Regions from separate parts of the Mus musculus genome. Here regions 1, 2, 4, 5, 6 and 7 are each linked to region 3. Evidence: chromatin contacts called from public capture Hi-C and promoter capture Hi-C data. All regions are on one chromosome and are shown on one strand. Each heading gives the region's core, a stretch centred on a gene start, on an enhancer-like site or on the middle of the called end of the contact. The rest is flanking DNA. Distances are from core to core; before and after follow the strand shown. Region 1 holds the start of Prune1 (prune exopolyphosphatase). Region 2 holds the start of Vps45 (vacuolar protein sorting 45). Region 3 holds the start of Tars2 (threonyl-tRNA synthetase 2, mitochondrial (putative)). Region 4 holds the start of H3c15 (H3 clustered histone 15). Region 5 holds the start of Sf3b4 (splicing factor 3b, subunit 4). Region 6 holds the start of Bola1 (bolA-like 1 (E. coli)). Region 7 holds the start of Arnt (aryl hydrocarbon receptor nuclear translocator).

The links. Promoter capture Hi-C pulls out the DNA fragments that hold promoters and counts their contacts. Capture Hi-C pulls out chosen DNA fragments and counts their contacts.
Region 1: a contact with region 3 is called in a capture Hi-C map of macrophages, with 2.6 times the contacts expected there. The contact joins the promoter of Prune1 here to the promoter of Tars2 in region 3. A contact is called at or near these places in 3 of 39 promoter capture datasets (embryonic stem cells, hippocampal neurons and liver), 2 of 115 datasets of contacts at active chromatin or transcription factors (cardiomyocytes and craniofacial prominence) and 3 of 9 other capture datasets (liver, macrophages and pancreatic islet).
Region 2: a contact with region 3 is called in a promoter capture Hi-C map of liver, with 2.5 times the contacts expected there. The contact joins the promoter of Vps45 here to the promoter of Tars2 in region 3. A contact is called at or near these places in 6 of 39 promoter capture datasets (cranial neural crest, hippocampal neurons, liver and 2 more), 3 of 484 Hi-C or Micro-C datasets (CD4 T cells, the G1E-ER4 cell line and muscle stem cells), 1 of 115 datasets of contacts at active chromatin or transcription factors (effector CD8 T cells) and 1 of 9 other capture datasets (embryonic stem cells).
Region 4: a promoter capture Hi-C map of liver shows a contact between it and region 3, with 2.0 times the contacts expected there. The contact joins the promoter of H3c15 here to the promoter of Tars2 in region 3. A contact is called at or near these places in 2 of 39 promoter capture datasets (liver and pre-B cells).
Region 5: a contact with region 3 is called in a promoter capture Hi-C map of fetal liver, with 5 times the contacts expected there. The contact joins the promoter of Sf3b4 here to the promoter of Tars2 in region 3. A contact is called at or near these places in 5 of 39 promoter capture datasets (fetal liver, hematopoietic stem and progenitor cells, liver and 1 more), 1 of 484 Hi-C or Micro-C datasets (embryonic stem cells), 2 of 115 datasets of contacts at active chromatin or transcription factors (effector CD8 T cells and embryonic stem cells) and 2 of 9 other capture datasets (adipose tissue and pancreatic islet).
Region 6: a promoter capture Hi-C map of pancreatic islet shows a contact between it and region 3. The contact joins the promoter of Bola1 here to the promoter of Tars2 in region 3.
Region 7: a promoter capture Hi-C map of stem cell-derived epiblast-like cells shows a contact between it and region 3, with 2.4 times the contacts expected there. The contact joins the promoter of Arnt here to the promoter of Tars2 in region 3. A contact is called at or near these places in 9 of 39 promoter capture datasets (the C10 cell line, cranial neural crest, frontonasal cranial neural crest and 5 more) and 3 of 9 other capture datasets (adipose tissue, liver and macrophages).

The regions. Positions count from the first base shown.
Region 1 is chr3:95,280,471-95,283,416 of GRCm38.p6, forward strand. Prune1 (prune exopolyphosphatase) reads right to left here and starts at 1,606. Exons shown (of 8, transcript NM_173347.2): 1 at 1,115-1,606. The coding sequence starts at 1,153. Mindy1 (MINDY lysine 48 deubiquitinase 1) reads left to right here and starts at 2,465. Exons shown (of 10, transcript NM_199475.1): 1 at 2,465-2,946.
Region 2 is chr3:96,057,113-96,059,932 of GRCm38.p6, forward strand. It overlaps Vps45 (vacuolar protein sorting 45), which reads right to left and starts at 1,343. Exons shown (of 15, transcript NM_013841.3): 1 at 570-1,343; 2 at 1-2. The coding sequence starts at 662.
Region 3 is chr3:95,753,613-95,756,312 of GRCm38.p6, forward strand. Tars2 (threonyl-tRNA synthetase 2, mitochondrial (putative)) reads right to left here and starts at 1,365. Exons shown (of 18, transcript NM_027931.3): 1 at 1,146-1,365; 2 at 707-903. The coding sequence starts at 1,226.
Region 4 is chr3:96,237,738-96,240,439 of GRCm38.p6, forward strand. H3c15 (H3 clustered histone 15) reads right to left here and starts at 1,390. Exons shown (of 1, transcript NM_054045.4): 1 at 742-1,390. The coding sequence starts at 1,204. The coding sequence ends at 794. It overlaps H2ac19 (H2A clustered histone 19), which reads right to left and starts at 2,637. Exons shown (of 1, transcript NM_178212.3): 1 at 2,042-2,637. The coding sequence starts at 2,513. The coding sequence ends at 2,121.
Region 5 is chr3:96,170,932-96,173,772 of GRCm38.p6, forward strand. Sf3b4 (splicing factor 3b, subunit 4) reads left to right here and starts at 1,575. Exons shown (of 6, transcript NM_153053.4): 1 at 1,575-1,676; 2 at 2,040-2,168; 3 at 2,610-2,841. The coding sequence starts at 1,643. It overlaps Mtmr11 (myotubularin related protein 11), which reads left to right. Exons shown (of 17, transcript NM_181409.3): 17 at 155-787. The coding sequence ends at 301.
Region 6 is chr3:96,196,202-96,198,921 of GRCm38.p6, forward strand. Bola1 (bolA-like 1 (E. coli)) reads right to left here and starts at 1,385. Exons shown (of 2, transcript NM_026975.2): 1 at 1,349-1,385; 2 at 387-1,078. The coding sequence starts at 1,075. The coding sequence ends at 662.
Region 7 is chr3:95,433,043-95,435,742 of GRCm38.p6, forward strand. Arnt (aryl hydrocarbon receptor nuclear translocator) reads left to right here and starts at 1,348. Exons shown (of 22, transcript NM_001037737.2): 1 at 1,348-1,519. The coding sequence starts at 1,495.

The sequences.
Region 1 (2,946 bases), core at 356-2,855, 470 kb before region 3:
TATGGGGGACCTTTGGGATAGCATTGAAAATGTAATACCTAATTAAAAAAAAAAAAAGAATATTCGTTTATCCACGAAGCTGGATCTCCAGCAGAATTAGGGGACTTTCAGGGTTTGTTAAAGAATAGAGTCTATTGCCCAGAGGATTGTTTTGTTCTGTTTCTGTCGTTGTGGGTTTTTTGTTTTTTGGGTTTTTTTTCTCCCAGTCCAGACCTGGCCTGAACTGAAGTCTCAGCCTCCTCTGAGTTGGAACTAGAGGCCTGTGGCTACCATACCGAGCTAAGTTATTTGAAAGGAAGATGCCTATCTGTTTCTTCAGGGGCAGAGAAACTTACAGCAGGGGGCCAGGTGACTTGGAGCCTTTAAAGGGAAGAGCGACCTAATGCCACACAGCCTGTCAACACAGCTGGGCGAGTCCAGCTGGTTCAGGAAGCACCAAAAATAAGCTACAAAGAATTCAGGGCCGTGCTTATGGTTTAGATTCCAAACACACTTTGTGTTTATCCCTTACCAAGGAGGCGGTATTTTTACGTGTGTGTGTGTGTGTGTGTGTGTGTGTGTGTGTGTGTGTATGCGCACGCGCCTGCATTAACACTAAAGGAGAACACTGGAAGCAAAGGAATGTAAGTTGTGGGTCAACATATATGCCTGATGAATTATTCTGTATATTTGGCATAAAAACAAAGATTTAAAGTAAAACACCACGACCGCCTCTACCTAGGAGGGAAAAAAAAAAAAGGCAAACCGCCATTCAGAGGCAATAAAGCGGTGCACCCAGTGCCCTCCACTCCCAGAGGTTCACCTGGACCCAGTGGGCTGAAGCCCGCTTGCGGGAGGGAAACTGAGAGGGGCGGGGAGAAGGGAGAGACACACCTCGCCGGGCGAGGCTGGCGGCCGCCGCACAGGTTCTGCCGAAGGACCCGACTCAAGCAAACCAAGAGACTCCTTTCTCCGGGCTCTCCCGCCTATGGCCGAAGGGCTTGGTCCTCTAGCTCCCCCGCGTCCATCTCTGTGATCCCTCCACACCGACCGTCCGGGCTCCCCAGATCCCACACCTTCGTCCTTCCCAGACCCCACGCTGCATTCCTTTCGGTCACGGACTGGGACCCGTTACCTGCAAAGCGGCTCGACAGTCCTGCAGGTAGTCCTCCATGGTAAAGCCCGAGGTGTGCCGTTGCCCCTCAGCCAGGAGAGGTAACCCGGCAGAATGTACCCCGCCCTAGACCTAGGGTCTAGAGCCGAGAGTCAGGGGGCGGGACTCGAACCCGCCACTAAAGGGTTCGGCCTCCGAACCCCAGGAGGAAGTGCGTAATCCGGCACTCCGGGAGTCCGGCGTTGCCCCGCCCCCCAGCGGCAGAGGCTGGGTTCTGAGCCCAAAGACTCATGGGACGTCAAGGAGGAGTATGGTATATCGCGGTGCCTCCTGGGAAATGTAGTCCAGCAGCTCGTGTTTGTCCTCAAGTGAGCAGTTTTCGGAGGGCTATGACATGCAAATTGTGTATGTGTCACAATAACTCGCCTTTATGGCATCTGAACTTGCAGATAGGACTAAGTATAGTACCTTTCCATATATTACACCGAAAATCTGTTCGAGATTGATGTAAATTAATCTCTCAATTTTTTTTAAAATACAAATTCTTTCTATCTAGCCCAACCTGTCTGGAATTTGTAATCTTTCTCCTCAGTTTCCTGAATACTGGATTCACAGGCCTGGTTTGGTTAGGACTTTAAATTACAACATTGCTGTACATATTATTTATTAAAATAGCTTCCCTGGTTAGGTGTTTTTTCTTTCTTTTTTTTAAATTCTCCCCTTTACCAAACTGACAAATCGTGATCAATGTGTTTGTTCACGATAGGAAAACATTACCATAATGTTTGACTTGTTTTCTTAAAACCTACTGTCGTGCCAACTCTTCCTCCTTCTTCATAGCCTTTCTTCTACAGCCTGAGCAAATACTCCTCATTCATGGGCTGTTGCAACCGTGACTTTGCTTCCTGGGTCTCTGTTGCAACAGTTCTCTCGGCTTTCCGAGTTGCTTGAAGCCTTATCCTTTGGCCGTCACATCAATAGAGTTTAGAGGAGCCTTCAGAACCTAAGGCTGGGTTCCAACATCCCTTAACTGCCACTTGCGTGTCCCAGGGCAGACTACTTGGGGGGAAAATGTCCCTTCATCATAACATGTTCCCTCATTTTTTAATCTATCCCCAGATCGTCCTGCTTCTCGGGGAGGTGAGAAGAGGCAGAAGAGCGTCTTCCTCGCCCCCGACCAGGTACACAGCTGAACCAGTTTCATTCCTAGCCTTTCAAAAAAAGCATACGGGGAAGAAGGGAAGCCTTGGGAAAGAGCTCAGGGGCTCCAGAAAACCAGGAGTGGGAATTTTCTTTCTTATTGAACGAGTACATATGCAAACACAACGCCCTTCCGCCCTGCTTTCTTGGCTCCAGAGCAGAGGGCTGCGGCGGGCATCCAGGGAGGTCTAATCAACAGCCGCTGTCCCGCCCTGCTCCTCCGGGCTCTGCCAGGCCGCTTGCTTTTCCCGGTTCTCACCAGAGAGGCACACGCGCTCCGTCCCTTCCAGCGGCAGGCGGAGGGAAGAGAAAGGGTCTGTTGTTTTTCTCTCTTCCTTTCTGCGGCTCACCGGGCTGCTGACCGGCTCAGACAGCCCTGATGGAAATCCTCGGTAGCTGAGCAGGCCCCTCCTCCTCCTCCTCCTCTAGGGACCGCGTCCTTGGCTAATTTGTCTTTGTCCGGACAGGGGGAAAAGAGGGACAGAGAGAAGAAAAAGAAAAACCACAAACTTCCTTTGAAAGCCAGTTTGTAGGCACGGCCTGGAGCGCACGCCGGAGGCTCGGTGACTCGGGAATCCTGAAGACTCTGGGAAGCCAGGCGGGACCGCCTGCGCTGTGCCTTGCTTGTCCTCGGCCCCGACCCTGCTCCAGCG
Region 2 (2,820 bases), core at 93-2,592, 300 kb after region 3:
GTCTGTAAAGCAAAAGAACGAACTAAGATTATACTAGTCCGGACTAGTAAAAACATGCATCAATAGTTAAGCCTTTTGCCACTAATATTTGAGTAGGTAATTTAAATTCTAATATACAGAATAATATTTACCTAATATCCAAAACAGGCTGTAATGTGTTAGAATGAAAACCTACCACTCTCTCTGAACATGAACAACTCAGAAACTTCTAAAGAGGATCTTCACCATTCCTTTACAATTCCTTTTTTAAAGTTGTGGTCAACAAATAGCCTGTTATTTCAGCTGAACCCCAACAATTTACTTTTAAAAACAACGTTGAGTAAAGTCTTCCCTGTGTCGCCAGTAACAATTTCTTTGCAGACACTCTTTCAGGTGTAAGAAGTCTCTTGGCACCAGTTAGAGCTGGTTAGACTGCACACCCACTGGGAAAGCATTCTACAACTTTCCCAGTGCCAGACAGACTTGATCATCGTCATCAGTGAAATGCTAAGTTCTACAGCGGAACGGGGCCAGCAATTCTAAAGGAAGGGAGAGCTTCCTTTATAAATACTGAGCAAAAGCAAACTCACCGTTTCTTTATCCATGAGAAGTACCTTCATGCCCGGCCCGCTGTCCTCTATCATTTTGGAAATATACTGCTTCACAGCAAAGACCACATTCATGGTGGCGAATTGACAGGTGCCCCACAGCCCTTCCCACCCACTTTCCTGGCTGAATTAACCTCAGGCCTGTTGGGTCTCAGCTGCTTCCGGTCGCCAAAGCCTCGGCTTCCGGGAGTCCGGGTAGCTCCGATACTGGGAATTGTAGTTCCTCCGTGGAGTCCGGGACTCAGACTCAGCAGCTAAGCGACGGTGCCATTCCCGACGCTTCTCGGTAGGGAGTGGAAGGCAGCCTGTTTCCCCGAACCCGCGCTGTGCTGGCTTCTGGTCCTGAGTAGGGAAGCGCTTGGCGCACCGCGGGATACAGCTCTCTCGGACACTGTTTGCTGAGCATCTTTTCTGAAGCCCTCGCACGTCATCGTAGCACTGGGCAGGCTGGGGCAGCGGGGTCCCAGGTCTGTACTGCATAGCAAGTTCTCTGATAGCCCAGGCTAGGTTACAGAGGCAGCCCCGGTTTTCTAAAGTATCCAAACAAAGTAGCATCAAGAGACGGCATTTTGTATTTGGTAGGTCATAGAATGAGACTCAACTGGGTTTCCTAAAGAGAGAAGGGGAGCTGAAATTCATCACGTTTGTTGAATGAAGAAACAATGGGAACGCTATTTAGAGATGTTGTAGACCTTAGAGACCCCAGGAAGGCGCGGAGCTTCCACCCGCCCCCTACTCAGGACCGCTGGGACTGCGAGCTCGCGGCGCCCAAAGTACTGAATTTGGTTGGCTTTCAGGGACGCCGGGTTTCCAGGGCCCCTGCAATGGGCGGGGACAGTTAATTCATTGGGGCCGGAACAAAACCAACTTGAGAATTTAAAGGTAAACACATTTTTAATCTAAGAAGCAAGAACAATTAGCAATCAACTGGATCTTAAAGCTTCAGTTTCCAAAAAATTCAACAGATGACACACTATTATCACACTTCGGATCAAGGTGTTTTGTTCCTCACCTTCTTACAATAGAGAACTGTACAACCAGGAAGACAAATAACTGCAACAAATCATTGGCTATTAGTGCTTCAAATATTTACACCAAAATAATGACGTGTGTGAGATGTGAAACTGCAAAGGATCACCAGAGGTGAGAAGGAGATTTTAAGAGAGGGAGACCCGGATAGACATAGTATTGGAATACAAGGGAATGAATACAAGGAGCACAAAACAGACAGACTATTTAGTAGAGGAAGGGGACCAGGGAGCTTTAGGAACCGCGGGGTTAGGGGTAGAGGGGCTGGAGGCAGGAAAAAAAGGAAACACATTAGAATGAGATATTATTGTCATGTGTATAAATGCCATTATGAGACTCATTGAGAATGCTAATTTAAAAAATTAATTTAAAATCAACACAGCACCACTAAATACTAGTTTTTTCAACATACTGTAAGAAATATGCGGTTAAATAGAATAGAAGAACTTAATCGGGTTATGCAAATTATGCGAAGTTTCCAAATCCCTTGAGGAAGACTAGAAGTCACTTGAAATACAGGTATTTGTCACTTCTAAAATTGTGAAAATGTGTTCTTTTCAGTTTTCCAGTCAATAAATAAACCAGTAAATAAAACTTCCCATTGGGCACAGTACAGGTTTTGAGACTTTCTTTCTTCTTCCTTTTTGTTTGAATAAGGCTTTGCAATGTAACACGGGCTGACTTTGAACGCGTGACCCCTCAGTGTCTGCAGTGCTGGAGTTACTGGTGTGCATATGTTTTGACAGAAGCCTTAAAGCTTTATATTAAACGAGTCAGTGGGATATTAACTACACACAAATGAGATCTAATGTTATATACAATCCTGTTTTATCAGCAAAAAAGTTCATATATTATAGAAAACTGACTCATCAAAGAAAATAAAATTTACCCACAAATCTAGCAAGTTACTGGTATCTGAAAAATCACCATCACCCATGTTGCTTGGATTCTATTTCCTTACCTGGACTGTAATATAGTATGTCATATTTTTTCAACTTTCTGTATCTTAAAAAGAACAAGCCAGCAGTGGTGTCACACACCTTTAATCCCAGCACTCAGGAGGCAGAGACAGGCAGATCTCTGAGTTTGAGGCCAGCGGGGTCTACAGAGTGAGTTCCAGGACAGCAAGGGCTCTGTTACAGAGAGAAACCCTGTCTCAAAAAATAAAACAAACTGAACAAGAGACGAGGAGTAGAACAATGAT
Region 3 (2,700 bases), core at 115-2,614:
CCTCCCAAGTGCTGGGACTAAAGTCGTGTGCCACCACGCCCAGCCTTTTTTTTTTTTTTTTTCTTTTAACAAGATGCTTTTCTGGGGGAGTAGGTGTGCATTCTTCCTCGGGAGTCAACAATCATGCCTTTAGAAGAGGGTCTTTCTTTGGCAAAGAGCATCGCCAGCAGGCTAGGTTGGCTGACCAGATTACACGCACATGTCACCACACCCTTTTTATTTTTAACCTGAAACTATTATTTCATTTATTTATGGGTGGGGCACACATGCTACAGTGTGTGTGTGTGTGTGGGGGGGGGGTCAGAGGACAATTTTTAGGAGTCAGTTTCCTTCCACAAATTCATATTTCAGGTCCTTATGCTTGTGTGGTAATCAATTAAATGACTGACTGACCCCCCCCCCCAACCCTAACCCCCTCCCTGCCCAAAGACTACACCTTTCTGATGGGAAACAAAGAAAAAGAAAAAATGTAGCGGGACAATGGTGGCGCATGCCTTTAATCCCAGCACTTGGGAGACAGAGGCAGGCGGATTTCTGAGTTTGAGGTCAGCCTGGTCTACAGAGTGAGTTCCAGGACAGCCAGGGCTACACAGAGAAACCCTGTCTCGAAAAACCAAAGAGAAACAAAAAGATGCTTTCATTTTCTGACCGGGTGCAGAAAAGGACAGAAAAATAATTCTTGTAGGTAGAAAGGCTGGCTTGATACCTGATCTGATGGGCCAGTTGGTAAGGGGTTGTGTTCCATGCAACAGCATCTACCTTCTGGCCTTCAGGAAGTGATATCTTAATAGCCCGGGCTTTCTTCTGTGTCATACTTGCTAACTTTTTCACGTGAGCGGTCCATAGCTCCTCAAAAAGGCCAAATCGTTCTGCCAACCAATGTGGAGGAGTTGGTGCAGAGGCCTGGAGGAAAAGGCACGTTAGGAGGTATCGCGGGCTTATTTCCACTACTCCGGAATGGGGTCGTAGGGGTTATGGGTGTTTAAGAAGCATTGGTTTTAAGGTGGAAACTGGGTGACACTAGGTCTTAATTTGGGGATTCAAAGGAACCGCACATTTCCGAGTGGGGCAGCAGGGTCCAGGAGGGGCTGGACAGCCTGCCCCCTTGGACTCCGCTGGGCTAAATGGTTGGGAGCTTGGCGTACCTCACGCACGGTGTGGAGCTCGCAGCGGCGGAACTCTGGGAGTGGGAACCCAAGCCGGCGCCACCTCAGACAGAGACCCATGCTGTCTCAAATCGGTACCTCCATGCTCCGATCACCGCTTCTTCCTCACCAGGCTCCTCATTGGCTTCTAAGTCAGTAATATCCTTTCCTATTGGATAACATAGCCGCCATTCCGGCCGGGCACCACCCCCAGGAACTCCGCTGAGGTAGAACCCACACAGCAGCAGCCGCTCTGGGAAAGGTTCCGGTTGACCGGAAAGTGGAAGCTGTTGCACACACCTGCAGTCTGGGTTCCCAAAGTGACAAGAAGGCATCCAACTTTGAGGACAGGGCATACCTCCTGGGGCAAGAATGAGAGAAAAACAGGAAGTGGAAGTTAGTCATTTTCCTTTAATTATAAAATTTATTAAACATTCTTAAAGCTGACAAGAAACAAGTACAGACACTGGAACTAAACATTTAGTGTAAATCCTGGATCTGGCATTAAGTAGTTTTTTTTTTTTTAAGTAAACTTTCTGTAATCTCGATTTTTTAATCTATAAAACAAGAATAAAAATATATGTTCCATTCTGAAGGTACATTTTGTGTAAATTGCTCATCTCGGTGCTTGGTATATGATAATTAGCACCAGCAGCAAGACACTGGTTTTGTTGTTGTTTTTGTTCTCTTTTTCCCCTAGGCTGTCCTGGAACTCACTCTGTAGACCAGGCTGGCCTAGCACTCAGAAATCCACCAGCCTCTGCCTCCCGAGTGCTGGGATAAAAGGCGTGCACGCCCACTGCCCGGCTTGCAAGACACTGTTATTACCACTGAATGTAACAACTCTAAGACTATCTTGGTGGTCATTCCTTTGCAGTCGTGGTGGAGGGACTTTAGAGACCTCTTAATGTCACAGATGTGGAATTTAATCAATCAATCATTATTGCGTGTGTGTGAAGAATCTTTGAAGGCGTGGGCGGCACAGTTTTGTAGGTCACATGCTACCTTTCTGTGGCCACTTCTGTCCTTTCACTTTACATGGGTCTTAGGGGTCAAAGTCACGTTGCCAGGCTTGGGCAGTAAGTACCTGTTATCTGCTGAGCCATCTTACAGGTCTCAGATGTGGAATTCAAAGATTACAGAAGGTAGTTTAAGGTAAAAAACATGCGTGCCGATGAATCTGCAGTGTGCACTCTTCCAGCATACCTTGTTCTTTCCATAGTTTATTTCCAATAGACTCCCTGACCATCTTAGAGACATCCAACATCTTGTTCTCTGTTCCTTACATAAGCCTTTGGTCTCTCATCAGCACCCCACCTTCATCTTTCTTTATTCTTTCTTTGATCTCTCTCCATTAAATCTCAGATGCAGGGCTAGACATATTAGCTTTACACAGTAAAAACAGAAACACGGTCAGATGTGTGGAGAAGCATAAAGGGAAATGAACTTATTAGCACCCTTATTAACTCAAGTAGTCCCTCACCTGGGGGTGGGGACACTTAGTCCATTCCCAGATTGCAGTGGTGATGGGATCATGGGGTCTTGTGGAAGAGTT
Region 4 (2,702 bases), core at 140-2,639, 480 kb after region 3:
GGTATTTACTGTGCTCTTGAGTCTCAGGTCCGACACCCACCCCTGCAAAGACTGTCCTCACGCTAAGGAATTGTAAAGGGATTCCCCTTTGATATCCAGTGTATTTCGGTCCAGAAAGGTGCCTGCCAAAGTGGGAAGGGGGGAATGGAGTTGTCATTTTGAAGTAAATTAATAGGAGTAAGAGGAAAAACTACCCAATTGCCATTGAACCATATCATAGCAATAAATGCTGAATCCCAAGTAGCTAGCAGGTCTTCTAATCAAGTGTTAGAGAACAAAGCTTTATCACTGGATATTACTCATAGTCCACTTACCACCGACGTTGAGCCCCGTAAGCCTCAGACATTGCATTAAATGAGCAACAATAATCTTCAGTCGTCCAGAAGTCTGGTGATGTAATTATGAGCTGTAAGCTAGATCTCAGCCTTCAGCTACTTACAAAGCCTTCTCTGCTCCAGCTGGGTAGGAACATTACATAGTATCCACCAAGCCCCAACCCTCCGTAAGATTATCCCCTCCCCTTAGACTGAGGTGGTGAACCTACTTCGGGTTAACAAGCTAGGAGTCTGAATAAGACCGCAATTAACGTTAAACAACTTACACTAAGGGCATTCAAACCTTCCTTGAAAGCAACCATTATGTAGACATAACAGGTATAAGTCAGATACCAACCTAGAGCTATGGAGCGGGATAATGTGCGGACAAAGCTCTAAGCGAAGTAAACAGCTCTTTCCGGGAAGCTGTGGTGGCTCTGAAAAGAGCCTTTGTGGGGAATGGATGGGAGACAGGGCGCTTAAGCGCGCTCCCCACGGATGCGGCGGGCCAACTGGATGTCCTTGGGCATGATGGTGACGCGTTTGGCGTGGATGGCGCACAGGTTGGTGTCCTCGAACAGCCCCACCAGGTAGGCCTCGCTCGCCTCCTGCAGCGCCATGACGGCCGAGCTCTGGAAGCGCAGGTCCGTCTTGAAGTCCTGCGCGATCTCGCGCACCAGGCGCTGGAACGGCAGCTTGCGGATCAGCAGCTCGGTCGACTTCTGGTAGCGCCGGATCTCCCGCAGCGCCACGGTGCCGGGCCGGTAGCGGTGCGGCTTCTTCACGCCGCCCGTGGCCGGGGCGCTCTTGCGGGCGGCCTTGGTGGCCAGCTGCTTGCGCGGGGCCTTGCCGCCGGTGGACTTGCGGGCAGTCTGCTTCGTACGGGCCATGGCGAAGACGGAAGACACCCAAACGAGGAGCACTCGGGGACCTGATACCGGCCCGAGCCGGCCGCCTTTATAGGCGCAGTCTTCCCCGCGGCGGGGCGGAGACAGCGACTTGAAACTCCCGCGCTGCCGCGCCATTGGCCGTGGCGTCACCGGCCCCGACCTCGCCCATTGGCTCGGGCCCGCCACGCCACCTGACCCGCCCCCACCCGCCCCCCACGTCCAGCCCCGCGCCCGGTCCACTTGCCAACGTTCTGCGAGGGTGGAGCCACGTCTGGCAGCTGCCCGTAGAGGGCGGGTCCCGGCTCTGCCCAAGAGGAGCTCGCGCGCCCCCGCCCGCCGCCCAAAGTCCCAGGGCAGAACTAATCTAGTGTTTGTGCAGCACCGCCCAGCCACAGCCACAGTCCCAGCCCCAGTCCCCCATGATCCCTAGAGCCGGCCGCGTCCAGTCCTCGCGGGACACCTCCTCCTCCTAGACATTCCCCAAGGACCGGACGAGAGCGCGGCTGACTGCGACTTATGTCTAGATTGGCCTAGACGTCCTAGTTGAGTCTTAGTCCTGGGAAGGGTCAGGCGGGTGGACGCTGAGTGAGGGACAGTGTTGTGTAGGACAAGGGTGTGGGCAGATAGGGGCTAAATGCTTGGGACGGTCAGCGAGAACCGCGTATCCGCTCCGCCGAGGCAGGGCATGAACCAAAGAGCGACAACAGACTAACTACCAGGGGGAACCACGGGCAGGATGGGCAAGGAAGCAGAGGACACGACACTCTTACTTTTGGGGCAGGGCCAGGAAAGGCCACCAAGACCGGCTACCGTGACACAACTCTTTATCTGATTCAGTGGGTGGCTCTGAAAAGAGCCTTTTTAGGAGCTCGCGGGGGTTATATCACAGAGACGCGGGCCGACGCGAGCAGTGGCCTCACTTGCCCTTCGCCTTATGGTGGCTCTCCGTCTTCTTGGGCAGCAGCACGGCCTGGATGTTGGGCAGGACGCCGCCCTGCGCGATCGTCACTTTGCCCAGCAGCTTGTTGAGCTCCTCGTCGTTGCGGATGGCCAGCTGCAGGTGGCGCGGGATGATGCGCGTCTTCTTGTTGTCGCGGGCCGCGTTGCCCGCCAGCTCCAGGATCTCGGCCGTTAGGTACTCCAGCACCGCCGCCATGTATACCGGCGCGCCGGCACCCACACGCTCCGCGTAGTTGCCCTTGCGCAGCAGCCGGTGCACACGCCCCACCGGGAACTGTAGCCCGGCCCGGGAAGACCGCGACTTGGCCTTGGCGCGGGCCTTGCCTCCTTGCTTGCCACGACCGGACATCACGAAAGCGCAAACAGACGAACGGCCACAACCAGGAAACGGTACTCCGGCGCCGACGCCTCACCCTTTTATAGACGCAGACCCGATTGTCCGCCCGACGCTCTCATTGGCTCACACGCGTCCTGACGCCGTGGCCAATAGGAGCGCGCGGACAGAAGCCTCTCATTTACATAAGACCGGCTCCCTCGC
Region 5 (2,841 bases), core at 325-2,824, 420 kb after region 3:
AGTTTGAGCTAGTTCCAGAACAGACAGGGCTACACAGAGAAACCCAACTGGAAAAACAAAACAAACAAAACAAAAAACAGAAAAGGGGGAAAAAAAAGGAACCAGGAAGCAAGCCCTGTAACAGTCTTCCTCTGTGCGCTTTGCCCCTCCCCAGATGGGCTCCTCAGCTCTCACAGTCTCTGCCCTTCAGGATGAGCTTTCTCACCTTCAGGAACTGTTAAGACAATGGACACCAAGAATATCTCCCGAGGACCAGAGCAAGAAAAGAGATCCGAATACCATCCTCTCTCAGATCTGCTGAAACTGTTTGTTAGCGTCGTTCTCAGAGGCAGGGCAGGGGTCTCTGCTCATCTTCCTGTCTGACCTTGACGCCTCAGCTTTGGCATTCCAGTCTGCAGAGTTCACTTAGAAGGCCCGTTTCTGTAGCAGATGGTGGCGCTACCAACCTAAAGGTCTCCCGATTTGTTTGATTTCTGGGGCTATTTTCATTTCTTGTGATTTGAAAACTAAGAAACAAGACCAGTTCAGAATGTGATTGCCCCTTTTCCCAGGCAATTCTGTACCTTTTGGATGGCCGTCAAAACTGTGACATGAGAGACCCTTTTCATCAGTCCCAACAATGATGTCCTAGAGACCTCATTCGCAACCTCTCTACACTACTTTGAAATCTTTTCTTAGTCTTCTGTGGGAACGAGGTGAATAAGGGAGAAACCGTCTCCTCCCACTGTATATTTTCATAGCAGCGTTTCTATTTAAGGAGTTCATTAAAGCACAGTATTTCTACACATTGCTGGTATTTTCTTGTGTTGAATGAAGATCTCAGCAAAGCCGTGGGGGTGGAGGGGAGGGTGTGAACTGAGAAAAACACCCAAATTATTGTAAGGAAATAAAGGATCCAAGTCAGGCGTGGCCTGGAAGAAATACACATAAAATATGGGGGAAGGGGTCCGCACACCTTTTTTGAGACATGGTCTCTATGTGTCTATTAGGCCAGCTGGAACTCTGTTTTTTGAGACAGGTTTTCTGTGTGGCCATGGCTGTCCTGGAACTCGTTCTGTAGACCTGGCTGGCCTTTAACTCAAGAGATCCATGTCTGCTCCTTAAAGCTTCGATACCAGCCCGCAACCCAACCCGGTTTCGTGTCCCAGATTTCCCAAGATAAGCGGAGATTTGACACTTAGGGGAAAACAAAATACCTCAGGCTCAAGTCTAGGCCGAGGGCGAGTCTGCACGAGCGTCGTGGACCTCACTAAATAATAGGTCGCTCCAGAAGGCAGTCCTGGCCCTGCACTTAGGACACAACTCTGCGTCACAGAACGTACAAAGCCTGGTTTTGCACTTGAATGTGCGTTTGGGGAGCCGTGTGAGCCTCTAACAGTCTGGAAGCATCCGGGGCTTTAGTTAACTGTGTCGAGACGGGCTGAGCACATCCGTTCCGCCCCGACTACAGCAGCAGCCCTAGAGCGCCTTTCCCTTCCGAAAGACAAGACTCCGACCCCTAAGATGGCCGCGATCGCTTCCGGCTCCTCCCCCCCCCCCCGGCGCCGGCCCCGCCCAACGTGAGCCTTGGCCCGGAAGTGGAAGTTGTAACTGAGGTCAGGGGGCGGTGCTGCTGCTTAGAGACGGCGGGAGCCCCTTCGCCATGGCTGCCGGACCGATCTCCGAACGGAATCAGGGTAATTGGGAGAGAAGAGCCCAAGATAGGAGCAGGGAAGTGGAGGGAAGATTAGTGCCGGAAGCGTTCCCCCTGGGGTGGTAGACGAGATCCCCCCCGGTGGGACACCGACCTCTGGGCACCTGGCTGGCCGCGAGGCCGGGTGCAGGCCGAGGCCTGTGAGAAGCGATGCTTCTAGATCAGCTCCCTCCACCAAGAAGACAAAAGCCTCCCGGGAGTACCGGACCAGCAAGAATGCCAAATTAGACGTAGCAGATTTTCTAGATGATGGTGGCAGAGGGAATTTCAGGGCTTTAGGCGACGGTTTTTGGTTTTTGTCTTCTTTTTCACTGCCGACTCCTCATCGCCTGCTTCTTCCCTTTAGATGCCACGGTGTACGTGGGCGGTCTGGACGAGAAAGTGAGTGAGCCGCTGCTGTGGGAGCTCTTTCTCCAGGCAGGGCCAGTGGTCAACACCCACATGCCCAAGGACAGAGTCACTGGCCAGCACCAGGGTGAGTAGGGTACGGGGCAGGAATCAGCCCTGGAGAGGGTTAACCGGCCCCGAAGAGGCTCAGCCGCTAGGCACAGCGCCTTTGGAATGAGCAACCTAAAGATTGCTTTCTCCTTCAGCTTCAATTCCCAGTTTCTGGAATATTTTCTCTTAGCTCTAGTTTCTGGAACCATTCTCAACCATTCTCTGTGTAGTCCTGGCTGTCCTAGATCTTGCTCTGTAGACCAGGCTGGTCACGATCTTTGAGCTCCACCTGCCTCTGCTACGAAGTGGTGGCATTAAAAGCACGTGCACGTGCAGTCGCCCAGCTATTATCTATTATGTTCTTTGTGTTTGAAGGCTGGGGAGTTAATGTTTCATTTTGAGTCTCTTCCCCTGAATGATGGGTTTTTTTTGTTTGTTTGTTTTTTGTTTTGTTTTGTTTTTTTCATTGATTCCCCAGGCTATGGCTTTGTTGAATTCCTGAGCGAGGAAGATGCCGACTATGCCATTAAGATTATGAACATGATCAAACTCTATGGAAAGCCAATACGGGTGAACAAGGCCTCAGCTCACAACAAAAACCTGGATGTGGGAGCCAACATTTTCATTGGAAATCTGGACCCAGAAATTGATGAAAAGCTGCTTTACGATACTTTCAGCGCCTTTGGAGTCATCCTACAGACCCCCAAGAT
Region 6 (2,720 bases), core at 135-2,634, 440 kb after region 3:
ACTCTTAACCACTGAGCCATCTCCATTCCCCAAACCTAGCCAATGTTTATTTCGGTTCTTTTCCTGCTTCAAATGCAGGAATTCCCTCTTTTCCGGGTTAATTTTGGTATCCTTGCAAAACCCAGATAGTTCACTTCCTCACAAATCCCTTCTCTAGCCTACAGGTAATTTTCTTCTCATAAGAACGTCTGTAGGGACCTAACAGCTGTGTAAACCTGATGGCCTCTCTGAGTTCAATTCCAGAACCATGCAACTGGGGGAGGAGTAACTCCGAAAATTACTCTCTGACACCCAAGTGCGCAGTGGTGTTATGCAACCTCCCCCAGCCCCCATATGCACTAATGATGTGTAGCTCCAATTTAACAGGTATTAAGAGCACCGTTTGACCTCATGCACCAGCTTCTCTTTTATTATCATGGCCCTTTCCGATTCATCAGGACCTTTCTCTAGTCTAGCCCAGGCAAGGGCAAGAGGGAGGGAGTGGCTGCTCTCTCCCTGGGCTAGCTTAGCTTTCACCAGAGGTGTCTTTGCCTCTGCATGGTGTTCATTAGCAGAAAAGGCAGAGCTCCTGGTCCGTACAAATCAAGGAATAAGGTAGTAGTGATGTAGTAGTTTATTCTCAGTCGACCCATTCGGATCGTTCTCCCAATCCAGGTATTTATTAAGAGGTCCCTCGAGTTTTCTTGCTCCCACCTAGGCAGGGGGGACTAATGTCCAACTGTGGGTTTTCTCTCCACTGGGCGGGGGTCTTCGCCTGGATGGCCAGGGCATGTACCGGTCCAGCCAGCTCCTCCGACAGTGCCTCGTGGACCAACCGGTGCCGTTGCAAGGGGCTCATCCCCTCGAAACGAGAGCTCACCACCGCCACGCGAAAATGCGTCTCGCTGCCTGCTGGGACTGCGTGGCCACCGCTCTCGTTGCGCAGCTCCAGTACCTCGGGGCTCAGGGCTTGCTCCAATTTGGCGCGAATAGCGGCTTCCACTGGTCCTGCAGCCGCAGATCCCGCGCTGCCCCGCGATACACACGAGCGCGTGGCCATGGAGACCATGCACTGGGCCGATCGCGCACTTAGCATTCGCTGCGGAGAAACGAAGGACACGGGACTGAGTCCACACACCCTGCCCACGCACCCCAGACAAGCACACCCTGGAACCGCCTCTACTCTGCGTGGCGGGTTAACGCGGCTTCTACGCCGGTAGCGGAGAGACAAAGGCGATTGAGCGGCCAGAGCGCTAGGCACTAAGGGCACTGGGAAAGCATGGCTGGGAGCTGAAAAATGGAAAATGTACAACTTGGTCCTTTTGGCTGAGTCAGAGCCCTATCGTCTCTCCGAACCCTAGGGTGGTACCTTTGTACTTGCTGCGCAGCCTGCTGTACCACCGCTTGATCTAACAACCGAATTTCCGGTCGGACCACGCAAACGCCGCGTCAGGAGGCTCGCTAGGAAACGCAGTCCGGTTGCGTCTGGCAGGCGTTACCCAGTACCCAGAGGTTTTATGGGAATTGTAGTCCCTGCTTCTCCCGACCGGTAAAATCCTGCAAAGTCGGGAAATTAGAGCAATAAAAACAAAAGTGTTTCCTGTAAATTTAAGATGGTTGCACCAGATTTGTAGCTTCTTGATCTATAACCCAAATAGCTTAAGTCATTTGTATGTAATTAATAAAAAAAGAAGTCTCATGTAGCCCAGGTTGGCCTTTACCACTCTAGAAATGTCCATTATTTCCTGATCCTCCTGCCTCTACCTCCTACCTGCTGGGATTACTGTCCTGGGTTATTGATAGAGTGCTTCCATAGCAAAAACAGATTCTTATGAGATTACAGCGGACCTTGCTCAATTCAGAGGGGAATGTCTGCTGGGACAGTTTTCTTCCCAAGATAATCTGTCCTGCCCCAAACAGAGAATTCCAGTGAGAAGGAAAATGAAGATCGTCACACAGTTCCCTAAGAGCTGCACTAACTTGCCTTGCCCCCGCGCGCTTCTGTGTAGGACCCCAGCTTTGTTCCTTTCGGAGATTCCTTTGTTCCTGAGAGAGATAGAATAAAGACAGCCCTGCTCTCAGAGTTTACAAAGCACTAGAGAAATAGTCATAATGTTCATTGTGATACCGTGTGTCAAGTGTGTGGTGGAAATACACACAGTTTACTGTAAGCATATTACCTACACGTGAGGACCAAAGAAATGACAAGAGACTTCTTAGAGCAGTGTAGGAGAAACAAGAAGACCACTTTCTCACCTCATTTGGTCAGGATGTGGTAACTGAATGAAATCAGCACATGACTGCAGTCTCCCCTCCCCTAGCCTGAAACCTGCTTGCTCAGGGGTGGAGCTTCCTGCTCATTCGTTCTGCCACGCCCACTGCTGGAACCTGCGGAGCCACACACGTGCACCTTTCTACTGGACCAGAGATTATTCCGCGGGAATCGGGTCCCCTCCCCCTTCCTTCATAACTAGTGTCGCAACAATAAAATTTGAGCCTTGATCAGAGTAACTGTCTTGGCTACATTCTTTTCTCTCGCCACCTAGCCCCTCTTCTCTTCCAGGTTTCCAAAATGCCTTTCCAGGCTAGAACCCAGGTTGTGGTCTGCTGGCCGGACACAACACATGACCACTCCAAGGAATGGCTGAGGCAGTTCCTACTCTGTGTGTGAGGGAGAACACAGCCAGAGGCATCTGGAAGGGTCTAGTGCAGGAAGAAAATAGAGCAAGCTAAACAGCAGA
Region 7 (2,700 bases), core at 98-2,597, 320 kb before region 3:
ACTGGATTAATTTGCAAGGTGGCCTTTGTTTCATGTCTTTGGTTTTTGTTTGTTTTTGAGATAGTGTCTTTCTATATATAGCTCCTGCTGTCTTAGAACTCACTATGTAGACCAGGCTGGCATTGAACTCAGAGAAATTGGCCAGTCTCTGCCTCCTGAGTACTAGGATTAAAGGCATGCATCACTATGCCTGGATCTGTTTGTAGTTCTTTTTTTTTTTTAAATATATATTTTTAAGATTTATTTATTTATTTTATGTATATGAGTACACTGTAGCTGTACAGATGGCTGTGAGCCTTCATGTGGTTATTGGGTATTGACTTTAGGACCTCTGCTTGCTCCAATCAACCTCGCCCACTCCAGTTGGTCGGCTCACTCAGTTCCTGCTTTCTCTGGCCCAAAGATTTATTTATTATTCTAAATAAGTACACTGTAATTGTCTTCAAACACACCAGACGAGGGCGTTAGATCTCATTAGGGGTGGTTGTGGGCCACCATGTGGTTGCTGGGATTTGAACGCAGGACCTCTGAAAGAGCAGTCAGTGCTCTTACCCGCTGAGCCATCTCTCCAGCCCCTGCTTGTAGTTCTTGATTTGTAAAATTATAGAATTTATCTCACAGTGTTTTGAGTCGACATTGTCTGTTCTGAATTGCTCAGTTCTTATAATTAGACATTACGTCTGTGTGTTTACTACCTTGTCATTTTAAAAAAACTTGTGACATAGGACACCTCACTTTTGGAGGGCAGAGAAAGGGACTAGTTTCATTTTGTAGTACAGACTGGTCTTTGCATTCTGAGTTCTGGAATACTTGTTTAATAAAAATTCTTTGTTCGTTGTCTCCATTTCAAATGTTGGCATCTTTGGTACCACGTAATCACCCAGCTTTTTCCTACCAGCTTCAGAGCCAACTCTTAAGAATTAGTTATCGGACTTTTACTAGTGACAAAAGTTCATAAAGAAAAAACAACCTAGAATGGATTAGTGATCCCTGTGTTAGAACCTATAAAGAGGGTTTGCATAACAAATCGTCTGTAGGAAGCATATGCTGATGAGCCCACTAAGAAAGAAAACATTTTAGTAAAATGCTCGTTTTCTTTGCATTTCACTGACGTCAATTTGGTTATGAATCTCTGACGCCGAGAAGGCCGGATTAGGGAAACAGCTGGTTGGCTTCCTAGCTCAGGCTTCCTAGCACTCCTCGGGTCACCGGACTCACTGGCCGAGTCACTAGCCCGGCCTCTATGGCGACTTACTGTTTCTATTGGCCAGTTCTCCCAGGGAGGCTGTCTGGAGACTGACCGCGCCCATAGTTTGGGGCGTGTCTTCTGCCCAGGATGGGGAGGGGGGTGGGCGTCCGCCATCTTGGATTCCGCGGTAGCGGTGGCGGCGGTAAGGTGCCTAATCTGCGGAGTGGCTCTTCCCTCCCCTCCCCCAGCTCGGTGGCGGCTGCCCCTCCCACCGAGGGTGGCGCAGGGACGGTGCCATCTCGACCATGGCGGCGACTACAGCTAACCCAGGTGAGGCGGCAGAAAGGACTGACAAGTGCGGAGAGCCAGAGCAGAGCAGCAGGGCCGTGGCGTTCGGGTGTTGGGGGAGGGGTGTCGAGGAGGCGCCCTGCCCGGAGGACCTGGGGAACGGGTGACGGGTGTTTGGGGGCTCCGTGCCCCAACTTCTGGAGTAGTGGTGGCGCTTGGCCAGCGTCTCCACTCTGCCTGCGGTGTTAGGGAGTGTTGTGGTCTTTTAACCCTCTGCCAGCTGATGTTCCCCTGATGCCTAGTAAGTAACTGGGCAAACTGACTTGGTGTAACTGCGAGCGTAAACTGGGCTATAGACGGGGCCACGTTGACGTTTTGCAAAGTCTTGCTTGATTCTACACTTGGTTTACATTTAAATGGAAAACTTAGTTCTTTGAGAATCTGCTCAGATTCTTGTAACTCCTATACTTTGAAATTTAGGGTTTTAGCGTAGTTATTAGTGTCTTGCTGCTGAAGGCAGAGGTTTGGGTAATGGTAATAGTTCAGGACAGGTCTTTAGTCCAGAACCCAGGTTTAAATCTTGTTAGGTCGAGGTGGAGCAACTCCTGTTCTTTCAGAAAAATGTCCCGCGCCATTTGTCTGTGGACGTCCTCTTGCTTGTTTGTCTGTCTGTCTCTGTCTCTCGTTCATCTTATTTTGAGTCTTGTCTCATTCCAGCCCCCGGTTGACTTTGGATCACTGCAGTCTCCCTCTCAGTCCTTTCTACTGTATTCAGTTACATCTTAGGAAGTATTTCATTTTAGTTGGGCTAATTTACCTTGTTATTTTCCAACAAAGTAAATCCATCATTTCCCAGAAGTCTGTATCATCGAAGAGTTTGGAGGGAGGGTTGTGTAATATTGGTCTCTGCTATTTCACATTGAACTTTTAAATTTTATCTTGTTAATGTACTATATTACAGTAACAGGGTACACACACGTATGTATATACATACACACAATAGCTGAAACACTGGGAAATGTATTGTTTTCCCATTATTTTTGGAAACAGCCTTTTTTTTTAAGAGAGAGAGAGAGAGAGAGAGAGAGAGAGTCCTAGAACTTATATGTAGCCCAGGTTGGCTTCAAATTCATGTGTCAATATCAACTTTAAAAAAAATATTTTTAAGCTTTAGAAATTATGTATATGATAATGTCTACTTGTGAGTGCAGGAATGGGAGGAG